2 separate regions of the Triticum aestivum genome follow, and region 2 is linked to region 1. A link is a contact called in public Hi-C data. All regions are on one chromosome and are shown on one strand. Each heading gives the region's core, a stretch centred on a gene start, on an enhancer-like site or on the middle of the called end of the contact. The rest is flanking DNA. Distances are from core to core; before and after follow the strand shown.

The links. Hi-C and Micro-C count contacts between places; a contact is called where the count stands out from the background.
Region 2: a contact with region 1 is called in a Hi-C map of leaf, with 7 times the contacts expected there. The contact joins the promoter of LOC123157014 here to the promoter of LOC123155691 in region 1. A contact is called at or near these places in 3 of 5 Hi-C or Micro-C datasets (all in leaf).

What each region holds. Positions count from the first base shown.
Region 1 is chr7B:700,691,646-700,694,525 of IWGSC CS RefSeq v2.1, reverse strand. It overlaps LOC123155691 (probable LIM domain-containing serine/threonine-protein kinase DDB_G0286997), which reads left to right and starts at 1,412. Exons shown (of 9, transcript XM_044573843.1): 1 at 1,412-2,880. The coding sequence starts at 1,653.
Region 2 is chr7B:700,917,663-700,920,542 of IWGSC CS RefSeq v2.1, reverse strand. It overlaps LOC123157014 (transducin beta-like protein 3), which reads left to right and starts at 1,440. Exons shown (of 14, transcript XM_044575236.1): 1 at 1,440-1,961; 2 at 2,138-2,320; 3 at 2,513-2,662. The coding sequence starts at 1,629.

The DNA of each region.
Region 1 (2,880 bases), core at 163-2,662:
AACTATATATAAGGTGGATTTTTTCTAGATTCTTTTGGAACTTCAACAATTTTGTAACTTTTCAAAAACAATGGGCTCCATTGGGCCTGGGCTCCAAACGATATTTCCGCTTCAAACATGTCATATATACATTTATTCCTTTCATGCACATTGTTATAAAACAAGGAGATATTTATGGTAAGAAAACCTCATCGAGCCTCTAGATATAGATTAAAAAAAACTTGCTCGATCGCTATATAAATACAACCTCTCACGGACCCGGCCATCAAGACCTAATAACCTCCCCCCCCCCTCGCCGCCGCCCCTTCCACCTCCGAGCTCTCACTCCATCAAGATATTTCGATGTCGATCCCAAGGTGATATTCTCCAAACTCCGCCTCCATAGGTCTCCCTCGCCCTATTATTGTTGACACATGTTGGCCCGATCAACGATGACCACCCGCCACCCCGCCATGATTCTTCTCGAGCTGATCTGCAACCACCCCCCATCACTGGCCACTACCCCCCCCCCCCCCCCCACCCAAACAAGGCACAAACACCGCCGCCTTGTCACATCGTCGTTTCTTTGTTTCCCCTCTACTCAGGTCACGAGTTTCCACACAAATCATGTCCCCTAACTTACCTGAATTCATCGCTGGAAAAATAAAGCGGAGCATGACCCCCCAAAGTTGTGAGTTTTCTTGACTTATTTTATTGCATGCAACCTAATTAGGATACATATAATTGCATCATACATTTTATAATCAAAAGAAATAAATATAAATGAACATGAATTAAAAAAATAGCCCATGCACCACGGGAAATCATTTGCATGTACACATGATGTCACTATGATCCTATTGATGTAGGTGTACAAATTTTGTTTCTCGACGCCTGTTCAGCACCAACCAACTACCTTATCGTGTGCAATTAAATTTAAATCATCATTGGATTCCTTCAATACACTTGCCATCACGTTCCACATCAACAAAACAATTTTATAGTAATTACACTTAGTTAATACCATAAATTTGTGATGGATCGAGCGGTGGCGACGCAGGTGAACTTCCGACCCCCTCTAGAACGCCCCCCCTTTTCTAACAAACCGGAAGGTGGGGCGCCCGGCCGAATTCCACCAACACGAATGGCCTCTTCCGCAACAGACCCACAGATTCAAAACCCAAACCCAAGGTTTTGCCAATGCTCCAAAGCCCAAAGGCAAACAGAAAGGGGGCGGGGGGGAGAACCACACGGAAAACCAAAGGGAAGGCTCCAAATTCCGGCACGGGAAAATCCAAGGCCCGGAAAATATATAAAACCGGGGCGAGGGGGACACCAACGCCAACACCAACGCCGAGCCAGCCAGGCAGGCAGCAGCCGGGGAGAGCGAGCGAGCGAGCGAGCCAAGGGTTTTTGAGTAGAACGCACCCCTCCCACCCCCCACCCCCCGCCCCCGCTCCCCACTCCCCTCCCCCGGAAAAAAATTTCAATTGACTGAGCATTGAGCCGCCCGCCGCCGCCGGAGTCCCCGAATCCGGCCGGCGGTAGGGTTCCTGGTGGTGTGGAGGTGAGGGGGTTTGGTTTGTGGCCCGGCCCGAGCCCTGCGGGGTTAGATCCGGGGAAGGAGGGGAGGGGGGAGGGGAGTGGGGGCGGACCCGCGCCGCCGCGGCGGGATGGCCGAGGACGGCGGCGGCGGGGGCGGGGGAGGAGGAGGGGAGCGGATGAAGCTGCTGTGCAGCCTCGGCGGGCGCATCCTGCCGCGGCCCGGGGACGGGACGCTGCGGTACGCCGGCGGCGACACCCGGATCGTGTCCGTGCCGCGCGGGGTGGCGCTGCAGGACCTGCTGGCCCGCCTCGCCGACGCCTACGGCGGCGCCACGGGCCCGCACTTCGCGGTCAAGTACCAGCTCCCCGACGAGGGCCTCGACGCGCTCATCTCGGTCTCCTCGCCCGAGGATCTCGACAACATGGTGGAGGAGTACGACAAGCTGGCCGTCGCCAGCCCCAAGCTGCGGGTCTTCATCTTCCCCGTCTCGGAGGCGGCCGCGCCCGGGGACGAGGGAGGCGAGGGCGCCGCCGGCTTCGACGCCGGCCTCAGGTACCTCGAGGCCGTCAACGGCATTGTGCGCAAGGACAGCATCGCCAGCCTGTCGTCCACCCAGTGCTCCGACGGCGGGCCTCCCCCTCCTACCCCGGCCGTGCCTTCCTCTGGAGGAGGGGGAGGGGGAGGGGGAGGGGGCGGCGGCGGCGGCGGGGGCTCCCCGACTGCTGTCTCCCCCACCTCCACCTGCTCCTACGACGCCGCCAGATCGGCTTTTGCTGCTCCGCCGCAACCTCAGCAGCTGCTTGTTGATGTCTTCACCAATGCTGCTCCCGCCCCTGTCCCGGTGAAGCCGCAGGAGAGTGCTGCGCCCCCTCAGCCAAGCCCCCATCCACATCCACACCCGCATCCGCATCCACATCCGGAGGCAGCAAGGTACCGTCAGCCACTCTCACAGCTACCACCACTGCCACCAGTGTTCATGAACGATCATAGAGAGGCTATGCAGGGTCTGAATCAGCAGCCACCAGAAAATGCGACCTGGTTTCAGGACTGCAATATGTGTGTCAAGGCTCTGCCTCACGCCCACTCCGATCCAGTCATGAATGACTATGCCAACGATGTGCGTGGAGGGGCGCCGGTTGAGCCAATACCAGTGTTCATGAGCCTGCGGCCTGAAGATGTGGCAAGGATCATGATGGGAGAGCGGCAAATACCTTCTCAAATGGGGGCTTATGGGTACACACATATGCATCCAGTGCAGCCTGACAGGGAAAGGATGTATGCACCAAAGATGGAAGGCGTTGCAAACCCAATGCCCGTCGATCCAGCGAGCTTTCATCAGCATGTCTATGTGCAGC
Region 2 (2,880 bases), core at 191-2,690, 230 kb before region 1:
AATTTTAAGCCCATGCCTAATGTACTAATCAGGTTTCATGAGGCACACATGGTGACTTAAGCTTATTGTTGCTATTCTAACACATTACAGTTAACAAAAATAATTTTCATACAAAGTCTAATAATTTTTTTTGATTATTTTCAGTCAATGCCTTCACCTGCTGGTTATGACATTATTGTTTGATTCTTTTCATATGAAGTTTAATAACAAAATTTGTTGGACCATATCGACTCATCAGGTTAGAGAAATGTTTGCGCATTTAAAAAAATGTCATAAATTTGGAAAGAGTTTGAGAATGTTAAAAAATGTTCATGAATTTAAAAAATGGTTTGCATATTAAAAAATGTTAGTGAGTTTGAAAAATATTCATGACTTTTTAAAAATGATCTTGAACTGAAAAAAATACTCATGGAGTTTAAAATATGTTTGTGAGTTCGAAAAATATTCACTATCTCAAAAAATGTGCTCAAGTTGAAAAATGTACTTGAACCTCATTTTTTGAGAATTCCAACAATGTTCGTCGGTTTCAAAAATGTTAAAAAAATATTCATGAGTTTGAAAAAAAATTCACAAATTTCAAAAGCAGTTCTTGTATTCAAAAAAAGTTCACACTTTAAAAAATGTTTGCAATTTGCAAAAACAAAATCATGAATTCAGAAATTGTTCATCATTTTTAAAAAAAATATGTATTTTAGATATTGTTTAGTTTGGAAAAGGAAAAATAAAAATGAAAAAGAAGAAAAAAATAAAAGAGAAAGAAAAAGAAAAACTAAAAAGAAAGAGGTAAAAAGGTAAAAACATAAAAGAAAAAGGAAAAAAGAACCAGAGAAAAAGCAACGAAAAAAGAATAAGGAAATCTGGTTCAGGGAAGGTTCTAGAAACTTCTCAAAGTCGGTGGAGAAAAACCCAAAATAGGCCGGCCTACACTGAAGACGAGGCGCGCGGGGTTGGTGTTTTGATCGTTATTCCCCAACCTATGCGGGGATAGCATCCGCCCACACACACACCCCACTTATGTGAGCTCAGAATATTTGCTCAAAACAAAATTAAAAGTGAGCCCAACAGGGCCACAGCCCTCAATGTCGCTGCGTCAGGGACACACGTGTCGACGCCTTAGGCTTCTCTCCCTCCCGCATAGACGCACTGCCGCCTCAACCCGGCAATCCGACCCATGGGCACCCGACCCGAATGGGTAGGGTATGGGTCAGCATATTCACCCATGGGTTAGCCCGATGGATAACCCAGGTAGGGTATGGGCATGAGGTCCTGCCCGTGGGTCACTCGATGGGTCGCCCGATTAGCTGACATGTGGGCCCTTTATATTTAAATAAATAGTAGTAGTAGCTTCCCAGTCCAGCTTTGCCTGCCAGCCCACCGTCCCCGGCCCAGTCCAGTAAGTCAGCACATTAGGTTTTACGAGCAGAGAAGCCATGTCCCCAAAAAAAAATCGAGCAGAGAAGCCAACCGAACCTAGCCGCCGCACTCTCGTCCTCTCCCATCCTCAAGCCGCCGCCGCCGCCCACTGTCCCGCGCGGCCACGCCGCCGACTTAAACCCTGCTCCCCCCTTCTCGCGCCGCCACCACTGCAAAACCCTAGCTCCGACGACCCGCCGCCGACGCGCAACGCCATGGCTCTGTCGCAGGGGCCCAAGAACAACTACCGCTGCGACCGCTCGCTGCAGCAGTTCTACACGGGCGGGCCCTTCGCCGTCGGGCGCGCCCCCCGCGGCGAGGGCGAGGGCGACGCCGAGGAGGCGTTCCTCGCGTGCGCCTGCGGCAGCGAGCTGCGCGTGGTGTCCGCCGCCGACGCCTCCGCCATAGGGGAGCCCATCGACGGCGACTCCGAGGCCGTCACGGGGATCGCGCTGTCCCCCGACTCCCGCCTGCTCTTTGCTGCTGGCCACAGCAAGCTTATCAGGGTCTGGGACCTCGCGTCTCGCACTTGCATCCGCAGCTGGAAGGTAGGTGCTTTTTCTAATCTTCGTCTCTTCTCTGGTGACAGAATGGAGGATTTACACATATAAATGTCAACATCTTCTGCAGCTATAAATTTTTCATTTGAGCGTATTAGTACTGCCTTCTTTTTGTTCCTCAATATCCGAGGTATGCTCATTTGTTTTTTGTTATGACTTAACAGGGACATGATGGTCCTGTTATGGCCATGTCATGCCATGCTTCTGGTGGGTTGCTTGCAACCGCCGGAGCAGACAAGAAGGTTTGCGTGTGGGATGTGGATGGTGGGTTTTGCACACATTTCTTTAGAGGTCATACAGGTGTTGTGACGACCATAATGTTCCACAGAGATCCAAAGCGCCTTCTGGTGAGTATGATTTTGGAGATAAATTACTTACATGTGAAGAAAACATGATCAATTGAAATCAAACTTTTTTCTTCTTGGTGCAAGTAACTCAGTATTAGCCCCACTGAGCTGTTGTTGGTTTTTGTGATACATGCCTTCTATTTCTCATTGCATTCATGGTATTTGTAGCCTCATTATTTTCTCGATGTCTAGTTATTTTCAGGAAGTGATGATGGCACAGTGCGCGTTTGGAACCTTGAAAGCAAAAAATGCATTGCGGTGCTTAACGCACATTTTTCAACAGTGACTTCGTTGGCATTATCAGAAGACGGGCTAACATTGCTCAGTGCAGGAAGGGATAAGGTATAGCGGGAGGATTGAAATCTGGCTTAAATTTCCCCTATGTTTATAAGTTGATTTTTCATATTTATGTGTGTGCTAGTTTATACTTTGATGATGCATGAGTTCCATTGGTTTGTCATTGCTAGACACTGGAAAAGCTGGGGTTTGAAATTGATTGCAACAGTCATAAAATAGATGATCTTCATGGCCTCATGGTGGATGGGGCTAGTTACGATCAT